Regions from separate parts of the Mus musculus genome. Here region 2 is linked to region 1. Evidence: chromatin contacts called from public ChIA-PET data. All regions are on one chromosome and are shown on one strand. The core of a region is the stretch at or near the end of the contact, and the rest is flanking DNA. Distances in the headings are between cores, read along the strand shown.

Region 1 (3,448 bases), core at 780-3,279:
AGAATACCCTCCCATTTTATCATTAAAATAAATAAAAATGAAATAACAGCATAGGTGGTATGAAGTGGTCAGGGGAGGAGGTAGTTGGGGGAGGGAGGTTTTAGTGAGCAGAGGGATGGGAGGGTAGATCAGAGGAAGTGGGAGGGGAGGGATACCTTACACTAAGGATGTTTGAAAAGGTCACATGGTTGCATCTGAAGTCAGCTACAGTGTACTTATAGGGAAGCCTCCTATTTTATATTACACAGTAGAGTTTGATTGGAGTTAAACTACACAGGGTGAGCTATGTTCCTCCCAGCAGTCTTTAGTTGCTAAATAAAAAGCCCAGTATCTTTCTGAGTTGTTGATCAGAGGCATTTTGGACACCCCCAGAACAGTACAGGCTATCGCCATTGCTCCTGGCTGCCTAAAACAACTTGATAGTAAGGTGTTATTGCTGGAGACATCAGACACATTGCTCACAGGATATGGAGAAATCAAGTTGGTATGGACCAGGAAGCTCCTTCCCTGCTCGCTGTACTGGGAGATTCTGTGTAGGCCATTGTGAGGGAAAGACATCAAGTCTTACCTAGCTGTGAACTCTATGAATTACAATAATGACAGTGCAGTAAGATGTGCCCATAGGCACACAGTGGCACAAATATTACAGGGGGCATCCAACCACTTTCTGGTTGGATGTAAGTCCTGACTACAGGAAGAAGCACACACTATTTTCTACTATATGGACATAGTATAATTTCATCTTTCTCTGTTCGTGGACTAGGGCAGCACTCAGACCTCATCTGAGGCGTTGCTTTGTACAGTACAGGAAGGTTAGCAAGGGAACTCCTAAGTGGTCAGAGTGGAAAGAGTGAGTCAGCGGACTTGAGTTCAGTCTCAATTGGGACATCTGTATCACACACATGCCAGCACTGAGGAAGGAGACTGTTAGAATTAGAGGTCAGGAAGGACCAGATGAAACGGTATCTTCTGAACAAGCAGGACTGCTGCAGTCTTGGACCATGGCAGCCTTGTTGCCTATGCTAGATCAAGCCAGTGGAGAGATTCTAGCGTGGAGTGGAAAATGGTTCACAAGTGGCACCACCCACACTGAGGAGCTATGGACGGTTGATGGCTTCTGGGAGAGGGAAAGTCTGTTTTCTTTAAGAGTGTGACCCCCATAGGTTGATTATGCTCCAGTGGGTAGCCACACATCCAGGAGTATATGGGCAGCACAAATAGAACACCGTGGGTTGTTTAGAAAAAAAAAAGAGAGAAAACAAAGCAAACAAAAATGGGGACATGGCGTTGGGAGTGGAGGTGGGGTAGAACTGGGAAGAGTTAGGGTGAGGAATGGAGATGAATAAATATGATTATTATGATATGATATTGTATTGGGGGCTGGAGAGATGGCTCACATGTTAAGAGCACTGGCTGCTCTTTTAGAGGTCCTGAGTTCAATTCCCAGCAACCACATCGTGGCTCCCAACCATCTGTCATGGGATCTGATGCCTTCTTCTTGGATGTAGGTTATACACAGAGATAGAGCACTCATATACAATATACATAAAATAAATCTTTAAAAATATATTGCATGAGATTTTCAAAGAATTAATACAAAGATATTTTAAAAATTAAAATCTCTTATAAGTGAGTTACTAGGTTGCCAATCGGGGTATTTGACCCTTCGTGATGATTTAAGTGTTTCCGTTATCCATCAAGTCTAGTATGCTGAGAGATCTGACAAACAGAAGGGCAGGGTAGGATTGCTCAGCATCTCCCACTTAAAAAAGAAGTGAGAATGGAGTCTAAAGAATTCTTGGCATCTTCTGAACATGAAGTGTCTTAACATTCTGTGGTACTTCATAGCACCTCCATGTAAATTCCCTTCAAACCATGTCAGGAAGGTGTTCTTATTTATAGATGACAGAGAGATGTGTTGCTGTGGGTTGGTTTGGTTTGATTTGAGTGGGTAGGTCCTCCTTAGGTCACATAGTTCTGAGAGGTTGGCAGGGGCTGGCTCAGAGAGGTCTCCTTGATGTCATATCCTGTGTTCTTGCACAATGCCTACCCTGTCCTGTTATTAAAAACTAAACCAAAAGGACACTAAACACTGCTTCCTCTTCTTTCTCATCTTATGATGGAACTTGTGTGACCAGTGATTTGTCCCAAATAGTACCCAGTTGCTCAACTAAGAAGAAGCCACAGCCTCCAGTGGCTCTGGGTATCATTGGGCTTGTGAGTCTAACGCAGATAGAAGCAAACTGCTTTTCTGTGGCTTTTATGGTTCAATATTATTTCAGTATAATCCTGGTATATTCATCATCACTGACTTAGAACATAAGAAGACAGGTTTCCGGAGCCTGGGCACTTACTTAATTTGAACTTAAATTTAAGAACTTGGCAGGGAGGTAGAGGCAGGAGGATTAACGAAGTGAAGTCCTGGACAGCCTGGCGTACAGAGCAAGACTGTCTCAAAAAGCAAAGCAAGTCAAACACTTATTATATGCCCATAACCCCATAATTGGATATGGAGGAGGAGGGAGCAGTTTCTCATCCTTCGCTACATAGTGGGGGCTTTTGTTGGTTTGATTTGTTTTTTGCTTTTTGGTTGTTTGGTTGTGTTTTTGTTTATTTGTTTTTGTTTGTTTTTGAGGCTATCCTGGAGTGTGTGTGCCTCAAAAGGGGAAAAAAAAAAGAGGAATAAGAAGCTGGCATTAATCGCTTCCTCCTCCTCCTTTTCTGAGAAAGCAGTAGTTCTTATTTACAAAGTCCCATTTTACTGTTTAGCCTGAAGTTCAAGAGCCCACCTCATCCAGCCTTGAGCCACTATTCAAAGTTTTATTTCTTCTTTTCTTCTTCTTCTTCTTCTTCTTCTTCTTCTTCTTCTTCTTCTTCTTCTTCTTCTTCTTCTTCTTCTTCTTCTTCTTCTTCATGTTTTTCGAGACAGCGTTTCTCTGTATAGCCCTAGCTTTCCTGGAACTCACTCTGTAGACCAGGCTGGACTCGAACTCAGAAATCCACCTGCCTCTGCCTCCCAAGTGCTGGGATTAAAGGCATGTGCCACCACTGCTCAGTTCTTCTTTTAAAGATTTATTTTATTTATATAAGTACATTGTAGCTGTTTCGAGACACACCAGAAGAGGGCATCAGATCCCTTTACAGATGGTTGTGAACCACCATGTGGTTGCTGGGAATTGAACTCAGGACCTTTGGAAGAGCAGTCAGTGCTCTTAACCACTGAGCCGTCTCTTCAGCCCTTGTTTGTTTTTCAAAACAGAGTTTTACTCCATAGCCCTGGCTGTCCTGGAACTCACTATGCAGACCAGTTTGGCCTCGACCTCACGGAGATCTACTTGCCTCTGCCTCCTGAGTGCTGGGATTAAAGGTATGTGCCACCACCACCTGGCCAAAGTCCTAAATAGGTCTCTGCCCTCTCCTGCAGGTACAGCCCCTTGGGCTGGGTGCT
Region 2 (3,812 bases), core at 880-3,379, 350 kb before region 1:
CCTACCCACTTCCTTACTTGCAACAGGGTCTCACCCTGAGCCCAGGCTAGACTTCAGTTCCCCACTCTCCCACCTCTGCTGGGATCACAGGTGTGTGTCAGCTTCCTATACTCTTCTTGTAACTTCTTGTCACACACACACACACACACACACACACACACACACATTGCCCCAAAAAAGAAAGAAAATGTTATTTTTTTAATTTCTTAATTTTTGTTTTCAAAACAGGGGGCTGGGGAGATGTCTTAGCAGGTACGAGCATCTTTTCTTCCAGAGAGCTAAAGTCTGCCTCCCAGGACCCGTATCAAGCTGCTTTCAAACACAAATAACTACAGCTCCAGGAGATCCAGTGCCCCTGCCCTCCACATACACATATCAGACGCAGACACACATGCATAATTTAAAATAAAACAGGGTCTGGAGAGATAGCTCGGTGCTTAGGGGCATGCATTGTTCTTGCAGAGGACTCGAGCTGAGTCCCAGCACCTGTATCAGACAGCTTACAACTGTAAGTTCAGCTTCAAGGGATTCACCATGCTTCTGAGCTCTTGGGTCATGTGTGTGCATATATGTGTCTGTGTCTGTGGGGGGTGGGGCGCACGCGCGCGCACATACACACACATATGTGTACGCTCATGCACGCACATACACACAAATAATAATAAAAAATTTGAATAATAAACATTTTTAAAAGGTTTTACAAAATGAAAAAAAGAAGCAGGGGACATTCCCCATCCCAGAGAAGCAACTCTCCTATTGCTAACTTGGCCAGTCGGTGTCTAATGTGGGGTTGGCCTGTTCCATGTCCAGGCAGCTGTGGCCACACCCTCTGCTCCCAGACATCCCAGCTCTATGGGATGACAGCTCAGATATTCCTACAGTCAATGTGAACGTACCCTCTTCCTCCTCCCTGAGGCTGTAACGTCAAAGCTAGGTAAAGACCCCGAGAGCTAGGAAATAGTCACCCAGTGAAAATCGGGCCAACCATCCTTCTCGCCTTGCTCTGTGATTCCGTTTCCAGTGCTCTGTCTGGTCTGCACTTCATGCAGATCATTCTCTTCACCTCTAGCAAGGGGCCCCTCCCTAATGGAGGGAGATTAACCCTTCTTCGCTCCCTTTCAATCTCATTTAGCTGAGAGCGTGCTTCTCACAGCGCTGCTGGCTGGGCAAAGAGCAGGGCGGAATGCTCCACAGCGAGATGGCTGCCTTCCCTTTGAAGCACAGGAACTGCGGTAAACACCTTCTTGCCCGACTTGGCCCTGAAAAGATGGTTTTGAAACTGAACTTGCTGTGAGTTGCCTGGGTCTGCAGTATGGAATTGCATAAGAATGTGGGCATTTAGGTCAAAGGGGACTCTGAACTCAACACCTCAGAACCTGTCATCATGGAACTCACGGCTTATTTATTCCCTGGTCCTGCAGAAGGGTCTCTGGCATCCCTTAAGATTCAGGCCAAGCTGGGCTGAAGTGTATGTGACATCCTGTGCGGAAGTGATACATCCACATACAAGCCACTGTCCCCATCCCATTTCTAGCCTCAGTAACTAGTTTCTTGCCATGTCTTTGTGCGCGCGCACGCGTGTGTGTGCATGTGTGTGCGTGTGTGTGTGTGTGTGTGTGTGTGTGTGTTTCATTTCAAGGCCATGAGAAGAACAAAAGTGTGAGCTTTTTCAGGCCTGGTGGTGAGTTGGTCATCAGGGCAGGGACAGAGGCAGTTTGGGTTGCTGATAACTTTTTGTCAGGTTTGTACCGCGATTGGTTTCGAAGCCATGGTGAACAACAGAAAATGAAACTCGCAGCTTATTTTTAGCGGTTCATGCTAACTCATGAGATGTTTTTCTTTGCAAACCAAATAGCAGAAAGGTGACTTCAGCGAACTAAATTTAGACTGCTTGACTTACAGCAGTTAAGCCCGGTCGTCTGCTACTACCCACGTATCAGAGGCACTTGGACCTAGGGACTTTTGAAGCTATACTTACGATTTTGTTTAAAATTATTTTTAGTTGCGCCTTTTAAAGATGTAAGCGTACTTGCTTTGGGGAGGAACCGAGAAACACATTACAAGCGCTCATCGTCTGGCATCTGACCATTTTTGTGTAATCTGCAGCAGCTTCATAAGCAAGCGACAGTCTGGAATTTGGTCTAAAAGGAGTCAGTCTATGAAATCACTGAGAGCAGAGCTTTGCAGTGTAAGGAGTGTGTTTCTCTCCCGCTGCCAGGGTTGCTAGGCGTGCGGTACTTACTATCTTTGAACTTGAGACAGTGCAGATGGTATTTTCTAAACCATCTTCCTGCCTTACAATTCTCTGAAGCACACTCCGGCCCCAAGGGTCTGTGGAGATGACGAGGTCCTCTCTGGAGGCAGAGGTGGTCTGTCAGTCCACCATCATTTGCATTTTCCATTTCCTCTCCCAGAAAGGGTAGGTTTCCCTGCTTCTCAGTCAACACGGGTTTTTCTTTGAGGAGTGAGTGATGGAACTTTTAAAAGGTCTTTGAAGGGACCCCCAGGGCCATTCCTTCACACATGGGCCAAAGCTCTCCAGTTCTAGACAGTATCACTACCTAAAATGGAAGATGCCCCTAGTAGTAAGGGAACTAGTGAACGAGTTCCATCCTTGAGTTAGGAGTCAATAGCAATGTCATTGACTCTACTGAGCCATTCCACTGCATGAGGCAAAGCCCCAGGAGCCTGGGGAGACACAAAGACCCCACAGGAGACAAGCCCAGAGACCCAGGTAAAGACAGCTACTTGGCTACTTCGATATACCAAATGCCTACCGTGCTTCTGTTCTGTCCAAGGAAAATGGGGTCACTGGGGGTATGTTGGTTGAGCTGCCTTGGCTGAAGTGAGGTACACAGTTGAGATTCTGAGGTACAGACTCATTTATCTGACAAAAGAAAAGACCAGGCACTCCTAGGTTAAGCCTGGGAACATCTGTTGTCGAGGGGAGGTACATATAGGAAGGGAGGCTCCTCTTACATGAGGTACATGGTATAGTTCCATAGGAGCCGAGGGAGGCATCGTTCTCTCACAGGAGGTACATGCTATTCACTCAAGGAAATCTTGTTTATAGTCCAACCTTTCTTTTTCTACCTGATTTCCATTCTCTCTAGAAGAAACTTAGCTAGACTAGCCTATCGTCTTGTCTGTCTGTATGTGTGGTCAGGGGCAGATGATCATAGTGTCAAATGGGCCTGGTATGGGAATGCCAGTGACCCACATGGACTCAAGGTCATCTAAATATTGTTCTTCACATACCACCCTTCAAATGCACTGGGAAACAAGAGCAAAGATCATGTAGTTGCTAAGGCTGACATAGCAATGACCATTGAAAGGTGGCACGAGTTGAGGGTGTTCCATCTGAGGATGTCTGGTTGGGTTGAGGTGCACCGTCTCCTTCCCATCTCACCAGGGTGTGGTCCCCGAGGCTGTCTGTCTGATTCTTACCATCAGTCTTTCCCACTCGCTAATGGCTGGAAGTAGAAAGCCATTGTTTAAGACCTGAAGGCTTCTTAGTACTCCAACTACGCAGGCGCCCCTTCCATTCACCACCTCACTACACAGAATGAGGTCATCGTTTCCCGTCCCCAGGCAGGGTGGCGAGGGTTGCTAAGAAAGCCCCTTGGAGAGCCATCTCACTGGCTTACAAAACTGCTGACGACGAATCAGAATAATCTGTCACAGATACAGGAGGCAGGGGCTTGGAATCTAGCTCTTAGTCTACCCAACTGCGAAAGCAAGCTGGGGTGGGTTCTTTTAGGGTCACATACAAAATGGATTTTAGCTAGGAGTAAATAAATGGACAGTTGAAT

The links. ChIA-PET counts read pairs in DNA pulled down with a chosen protein or histone mark.
Region 2: an RNA polymerase II ChIA-PET map of memory CD8 T cells shows a contact between it and region 1, with 16 read pairs. The contact joins two enhancer-like sites. A contact is called at or near these places in 1 of 115 datasets of contacts at active chromatin or transcription factors (memory CD8 T cells) and 1 of 9 other capture datasets (adipose tissue).

Annotation. Positions count from the first base shown.
Region 1 is chr9:96,390,737-96,394,184 of GRCm38.p6, reverse strand. All of the region lies in intron 1 of Gm39409 (a long non-coding RNA gene), which reads left to right. The region is part of intron 1 of Gm40550 (a long non-coding RNA gene); the gene reads right to left. Among named protein-coding and RNA genes, the nearest start is that of Gm39409, 4.4 kb to the left of the region's middle. Within about 2 kb of position 2,029, at least 74 of the 459 cell types and tissues checked have an H3K27ac peak or open chromatin away from gene starts, as enhancers often do. A contact at or near this core is called in adipose tissue and memory CD8 T cells, where this site is marked.
Region 2 is chr9:96,738,583-96,742,394 of GRCm38.p6, reverse strand. All of the region lies in intron 2 of E030011O05Rik (RIKEN cDNA E030011O05 gene), which reads left to right. Among named protein-coding and RNA genes, the nearest start is that of E030011O05Rik, 12 kb to the left of the region's middle. Within about 2 kb of position 2,129, at least 84 of the 459 cell types and tissues checked have an H3K27ac peak or open chromatin away from gene starts, as enhancers often do. A contact at or near this core is called in adipose tissue and memory CD8 T cells, where this site is marked.